Linked DNA regions of Mus musculus: region 2 is linked to region 1. Evidence: chromatin contacts called from public Hi-C data. All regions are on one chromosome and are shown on one strand. Each heading gives the region's core, a stretch centred on a gene start, on an enhancer-like site or on the middle of the called end of the contact. The rest is flanking DNA. Distances are from core to core; before and after follow the strand shown. Region 1 holds the start of Clint1 (clathrin interactor 1). Region 2 holds the start of Itk (IL2 inducible T cell kinase).

Region 1 (3,599 bases), core at 484-2,983:
CTGGCCTGTCTGAAAGTTAACTTGTTGAGCTCTTATTGATGCAAAGCAGTTTCTCTTATCTGCCCTGGCCGCATTCCTGCCTTTGAACCTTGGGCTGGACAATACTTTCAAGAGGAAAATTACACTTTTTTTTTTTTTTTTGAAAGCTCTGGTTCTCCAATTACCTCTGCACCCCTTTGCCTCCTTTCCCAACCTATGGCTCCAACTGACTTAGCTTGATCTCTAGAGCCCCTATCTTAAGGAATATGTGAGTCAGCTTTGTTTTGGTTTCTGCACTCTGAGGTTCTCAGTTTTGTTTGCTTCTTTTTCGGGACCATACTGGAGTGCTTTCAAAGCTGCTTCCAATAACCAAGTAAATGCAAACTGACGTCTTGACTAAAGGATCTGGAATAAGAGGGCCTGGGTCTTGGCTATTTACAGCCACTGTTTGCCCTTCGTTGTGAATCTTACTTGTCTTGTGTTCCCTCCCCCAATCATTCTTTTCTTGATCTTCTTAGGGCCAGTTCCTTTGTATTGTTCCAGTTTTAGCATACATTCAATCTCCTCAAAGAGCCCTGAATATTCTGCTGTTTTTCCTCTGACATTGTTGTCTGTAACATTATGTTCTTGGTTTTGACAAGCACTTATTCTCTCTAATTAAATATTTTCTTGATTGTTATGTCCCTCCTCCAGTGACCTTTAAGCTCCCAGGGAACTTGAGCCCCAGCTGTAGTCCTCGCTTGTAACACCCTGAAGATGCTCAGTAAATAGTGGCAGAATTATTTTTTAATTAAAAAAATGTATATGTATAAATACATATATATTTACATATATAACTTTATTTTAACATTTAAGTAATTTTTATTTTATTTCTTTACAAATAAATAACATTTAATTAAAGGTTTTAATTATAACTTAAAAATTAAGGTCTTATTGTGTAACCCTGGCTGACCTGGAACTTCTGATGTAAACTAGACTGTCCTCAAACGCATTGAGATTCGCCTGCCTCTGCCTTCTGAGTGCTAGGATTAAAGCAGTCTGCAACCAGGGCAGGTAAAACTTATAAAAATTAAGGAATTGCCTAAAACAAAATGTAGTATTACTTCAAGTTTTATCACAAGTTTTGACTGACATATTAAGTGAAAAACCTGATCAGTGGAAATTACTTTAGCAGATCTCAAAAATTATGTATGCTTTTAGAAACCAAAGCCACAGAGTTCTTGGGTATATCACATAAAACACATATAGGTATGCTGTGTATGAGTACTGGTGGCTTTCTGGTTTCCCAACTAATGTGAACTAAGTTTCTGAGGCTTGTTACAAACTATCTTAACGAGGGTACTAGGTAGCTGTCTACAGATAAAATCATTGTATCATAAAACTAGAGTGGGGAAGGATTTAGAATAAAATTCTACACTGGTCAGGGCTGGAATCCCAGGTTCAGTGATGTATAGACGCCTATATGTTTGGAAGCAAATGCAGAAACACGTGCGTAGATGAAGAACACGCACGCCAATCACACTCTGTAATCGTGCTTAGCATCAATGTGTACATCTGAAGAAGGTGAGCGCGAGTAAGTCTTGCAACTGTTGTGATGGCAATCACGCGGAGGCTGTGTCAGAGGTCCCCAAACCGCAGCGATCTCAGCCCTCTCACGCTCCGGGGGCGCAGGGCGCGGACTACAATTCCCGGCGTGCGGCGCGCGGCGCGGGCGGAAAGCCGGCCACTTCCGCCCCACGCAGCGCCGGTGCGGCCGCGTCTCGACGTGTCACTGGCGGCGCCGTGGCTGTGGCCGGGAGAAGGAGCTCCGGCTAGGGAGAGTTCGCGGCGGTGGGTGGCGGCGGCGACCCGGACCTGGACCAGCCCCGGCGCGGAGGCGTCCCGGGGTCCGTGGAGAGTGGCGGCGGGCGGCGGCGGGCCGGGCCGCGCGGGGCGCGATGCTGAACATGTGGAAGGTGCGGGAGCTGGTGGACAAAGCGTGAGTATCGGGGGGCAGTTGCGGCCGGCCCCGCGGCGGGGGCGGGGAGCGTGCGCACGGTGGTCCAGCGCGCGGGGACACGCGGCACGCCCCCCCGCCCTGCGGCCTGGTGAAGGCGGCGGCCGCGGCGGGCCTGGGCCTCGGTCTCCGAGCCTCTGGCGGCTCAAAACCCCCCTCCCTGCTCCGGTCTCTGCTCCCCGGGACGTCCTCACCGCGCCCCTACCCCGCGCCGGGCAGACAGATGCTTTGATCGTCGTACCCAGCTTGGAGTTTGGCCTCCTGGACACCAGGCCCGGCTTGGGGGCGAGGGGACGCGTGCTCCCGTCCCCGGTAACCCCCGTGGTGTAATTCGGAGACACCTTAGGCCTGGCCTGGTATGCCCTTTACCTTGGTAGACACCTTTGAATTTCTAGTGAACCTGCAGTGGAGTGAGTGGGAGGTGTAACAAGTGGTCACTGTGGACAGGCTGGAGTTGCTCAAGAGGAGACTCGCCCTTCGGGTTTGTCACACTAAGTGAAAGCAGATGACCAGACAACTTTCCGTGACTGTTTTCCTCTAACTTTACCACTACACTTCCTTTTGGGGTGGGCAATCATGTAAATAAAAATTACTCTAAAGGGTGAAGGAAAAGAAAAAAAGCCCAGTTTATATCCTGTTGACCTGTTTTTAACTCCTTTCAGAGTAAAATAACTCAGTGCTTTTAGTATACTCAGAAACCCTTAGCACTTTAAGTTGAGCATATCGAAAATAACAGTAGGTCTTTTAGGTCACCAGGAAATAAGACTTTAAATATTTAACCAGCCCTCTTCCTTTTTGGGTTTTTGTGATTATGCAATAAGTGTGGTAAAGAAACAGTTCTTTTGAACCACCCACCTAACCTGAAACCAGGAAGTATAGAAGCTCTTTTTGACCCCAGAAAACAACATTCTTTAAAGCAACTTGTCTGACGCTTCTGATGGTGCTTTGCTACCAAGGAAGTGCTTAAGGAGTACCGTTTTCAGAACCGAAAGAGCTAAGTTCTTAACTTTGTAGAATTCCCGTCTTCTCCAGTTCAGGATGAAGATCATTGCGGCCCTCTTAGTCCATGAGGGTGAAGAGCCAGGGGCTTCCGTTTCCTTAGGATGATTTGTGATACAACACGTTCCTGTCTGTGCTTCTGAAGAGAACAATTTTCCCACTGACTTTGGAGGAAGAGAAACCTCACTGAGAAGCTGCGAGTCTGAAAAGATTTTGCTTTGGTGGTTTTAGTATTCAGTTTTCCCATTAAGTGTGCAGACATTTAGCTGGGACCATTTCATTACTTGTAAGCTCTGTTTTTTTGCCAAAGAGAAAAGTCATTTCTTTTACAGATCCATGGCTGTTTTCAGTGTATCATATGAGGAAGAGAATACCAGCTTAGTGTAAAAGTTGAAAGAGGTCTTAACAAAACTGCCACACCTCTGATTCCAAGACTGAATAGCTGAAGAAAATTACTAAGAAACCCACCCCCAGCTCACCCCCTACCAAGTGTGCGATACTGCAGTCTGAAGGGACAGTGAAACCAGCCTGCTGTCTTTTCTTGGTTTTGCTCAATGTGGATTATAGCCTTGAGCCAATTTACTCAAGGATGTGTAAGACTGTTGCCACCAAGAACTTTCCCAAA
Region 2 (3,368 bases), core at 608-3,107, 540 kb after region 1:
GAAAAGGCTGCATAATAAGAAATACAATGAGCTTTTAATAATTATACTAAAAAGAGAAATAGACTTGGGACAAATTTGTGTTCAAGGAAAAACATTTAGGCCCAAGGATACAACCACAGATATGAACTATGATAAGCCAGGGCCATGTAAAAGCTTTGAACTTGTAACAAGCATATAGAATGAAACACTCCTTTGAGCTAAAATATCAACATCTTTTTGTAACTTCAAATTTGTGTAACATTTTATCTCTGAGGTAATTTTCTAAAGAAATTTTTGTCTGAGAAGGTATAAAAAAGCCAGAGGAAAGAAATTAAGTTGTTAGTTGGATAGTTTGGCTTGGGGGGGGGGGGGCTCTGCCCATCCATCCATCTATCTATCCAGATGTATATGTCTGTTTGTCTATATGTATGTTCGTAGGAGTATGTGTGTATGTAAGCATGCATGAATGCTTGTGGAGTGTATGAGACAGGTGATTGGGCCCAACAAAAATGTGAATGTGTTAACGTGCAAATAAGAATGTGAATGAAAGTGTAAATATATGTGTGAATGTATATGTGTCTGCGCATATTTGCCTGTATAAAGCATCTTAATTCTTTCGCTTCCCTTCCTCTCTGGTTCACAGAGTTAACCAGCCTAGTCAGAGGGGCTTCTGGCTGCCTGGACTGAGAAGGGTGTGACATCAATATACCATTACCTAAATCACCCTGCCGTTAGCAGCAAGTGTCAGCAGATCCAGTAGCTTCTGGCCTCGGAGTAACTTGCAGTCAAGATAGACCTAGGTTATTTTAGAAAGCAACCCTACTCTCAAAAGACCAAGTCTTGCCCCAGCCAATGCTCTTGGCCCTTGGCTGCCTCAGAGAGGACTTAGCCATGGGCTAAGCTCCCAGCACCACCCAGTGCTCCTGTCACACTGTAGTATTAACACACACTCGCTTGCTTTTGTTGTTATTGCTGTGCACGAAGATGTCATTAGACGCCTCCAGCTGAGCCGACACACTCTAGCGGGATCCCTGGTCTGCAGGCAGAAACTCTGTGTTCCACACCCCCAGTCTCCTGAGATGTTTTACCACAAAGAGGGTTGTTCCTTCCAACTTTAGAATGTCACTTTAATGGAAGTAGGACCCCATGGCCTCAGGGCAGTGATGACCATTGAGATAAGCAGAGTTCAAGTCGTGAAAATCTTACATAGGACCTCCCTTCACAGTCTAAGAACCACTTCTTTTGTAAAACAGGGAAGTTGAGCTAGGTTTCCCCTTACGTCTTAATAAGCCATAGTTAATATTTTACTGTCCTACAGACTGTAGATGCCACATATACTTCATGTTTACATAAACTTCAAGTCCTATCCACAACATTCACCACATAAGAAATGTATGAACGTTAAACCTACAGATTTTAGAATTGAAATAGCCAAATCTAACTGACACTGGAGTCTCAGAACTCTCCACATTTCTTCCGATCTCTAACTCTACTTGGTGGCTTCCAAAACACACTGTACCTGCATCCCAGGTGTTCAAGTTTATCTCAGGAATCAGCTCAGTCCAAACACAGAACAAAGTAAATAAACAAAATAAATAAACAAAATAAACAAAGCACAACGTAAGCCTTCTCATACCCCGTGGCGGTCCTCAAAGTAGGCCAGGCTGGCTTTCGTTAAGACAAAGAAACGAACTTTAAAATTCGAGGGAGAAGTCCTTCTCTTCTGTTGGGACTTCTTGATCAGCTGTTCTTCCAGGAGGATGAAGTTGTTCATGGTCCAGTTCTGAAAAGTGATGCGCCTTGGGCATCACCCCGCAGTGCGACTGAAGGAGAGGAGCAGCGGAGACTGAGACAGGATGCAGTTGATCTTTAGAGAGTCGTTCAAAGGCAACTTGCCTCTAACCTTATCTTTTCTATCAGCATCAGCCAGCCTCACCGCTGAGCTCCCTCCTCTGATGTCAAAGGCCATGACCACATCCTTTCAAAATTCACCAAGCTGGGAGGCACATGCGTACCCTTAGCTATATGGTTTGAAAAAGAAGTTTGAAGAAACCTAGAATTATAAGAGGAGTTCACTTATAATTCTTCTAGCTCCTGGTTTAGCCTTGACAACAGTTAAGTCATGTAAACAAGGGACTAAGAACAGGGATCCAGGGGTCAATGGAGCTCAGCTTGTATGTAAGTTTCCCATTGCTATTATCATGGACTGCCTGCCACAGGCTTAGTGGCTCAAAGCGCCATAGAGCCACAAGGCTCAAAGCGCCTTACAATTCTCTAGTTTAGAAGTCTGAAATGTGTCTGGTTGAGTGACAGTCATGGTGACTGTGGGACTGTGCGCCTTTCTTGCAGATCTCTAGGGGACACTGCCTCTGCGACCATCCTCCCTACTGAGGGACACTCTGGTGGCCTCTGTCTTGACTCTTTTACTCCATCTTCAAACCCCCAAACTGCAGGTCGAGCCCTGCTTGCTCTGTATTGCCAAAATCTCTTCCTCCTACCTCTGCTCCATTTAAGGATCCTGAGAACCACACTGGGCCCTTCTCACAGTGGTCGTCTAGGGCAGGCTCCCTATTTTAAGGTCAGCAGATGGGCGCTATAACTCCATTTGGAATGTAAATTCCCCTTTATCACCCAACAACACACAGTCACAGGTTATAGGGATTAGGGCATGCAGAGATCTGCACAGGGCTGTTTATTCTACCTATCGGTTTGAATTCCATCTCTACTACCTACCACTGTCCAGTGGCTTGGAATATCAGTTCCTTCATCTATGAAAGGAAGCAACAGGGGTCTTGTATGAGGCACTGCAGGGGCCCCTTTGGACACCGTTGGTGTGCCTGGCTTCCTTCTGTGTATGCTACTTCAAAAATGCAGTGTCCTGTGTCTGAACACTCTCTCTTGTCTCTTTCTTTTCCAGTGAGCGCCTATGAGATACTGCCAGCCTCGCCGACCTGCAACGTTCTCTGGGAAGCCTTTCAGACTTTCCCACATGGAATCCTCTCTCCTATTTTCCTCTGCCATAAGGACTCTAATGAGGAGGCAGGACACACAGACAGACAGCAAGCTACCTCCTTGTAAGGGCTCTTTGGGAACTAAAGCTTATCTGCCCTGTGGACAATTCACAGGGTCTGACCTTTGAGTCAGGATAATGTTATGGTGTAGAACTTATGTGACCAGGAAGTTAATAGCCAAGAAGTCCCGGGGCAGGCAGAGGCAGCTCATCAGAGAAGAACAGAGGACGAGACAAAGGGAGGGAGGCAGTACAACTTTCCTGTGTAGTTTTAGATGTAATTGCTAATTGCAGCCTCCTTTCACATCATACATTGGATGCTGCTGAATAATGAAGGCAAAAAGAGGCGGGGAGGGAAGAGGAAGAGAGGAAAGGGAAG

Evidence for each region. A called contact is a pair of places that touch in the nucleus more often than the background predicts.
Region 2: a Hi-C map of CD8 T cells shows a contact between it and region 1, with 7 times the contacts expected there. The contact joins the promoter of Itk here to the promoter of Clint1 in region 1. A contact is called at or near these places in 1 of 484 Hi-C or Micro-C datasets (CD8 T cells) and 1 of 115 datasets of contacts at active chromatin or transcription factors (effector CD8 T cells).

What each region holds. Positions count from the first base shown.
Region 1 is chr11:45,850,236-45,853,834 of GRCm38.p6, forward strand. Clint1 (clathrin interactor 1) reads left to right here and starts at 1,734. Exons shown (of 12, transcript NM_001045520.4): 1 at 1,734-1,957. The coding sequence starts at 1,917.
Region 2 is chr11:46,387,658-46,391,025 of GRCm38.p6, forward strand. Itk (IL2 inducible T cell kinase) reads right to left here and starts at 1,858. Exons shown (of 17, transcript NM_010583.3): 1 at 1,616-1,858. The coding sequence starts at 1,753.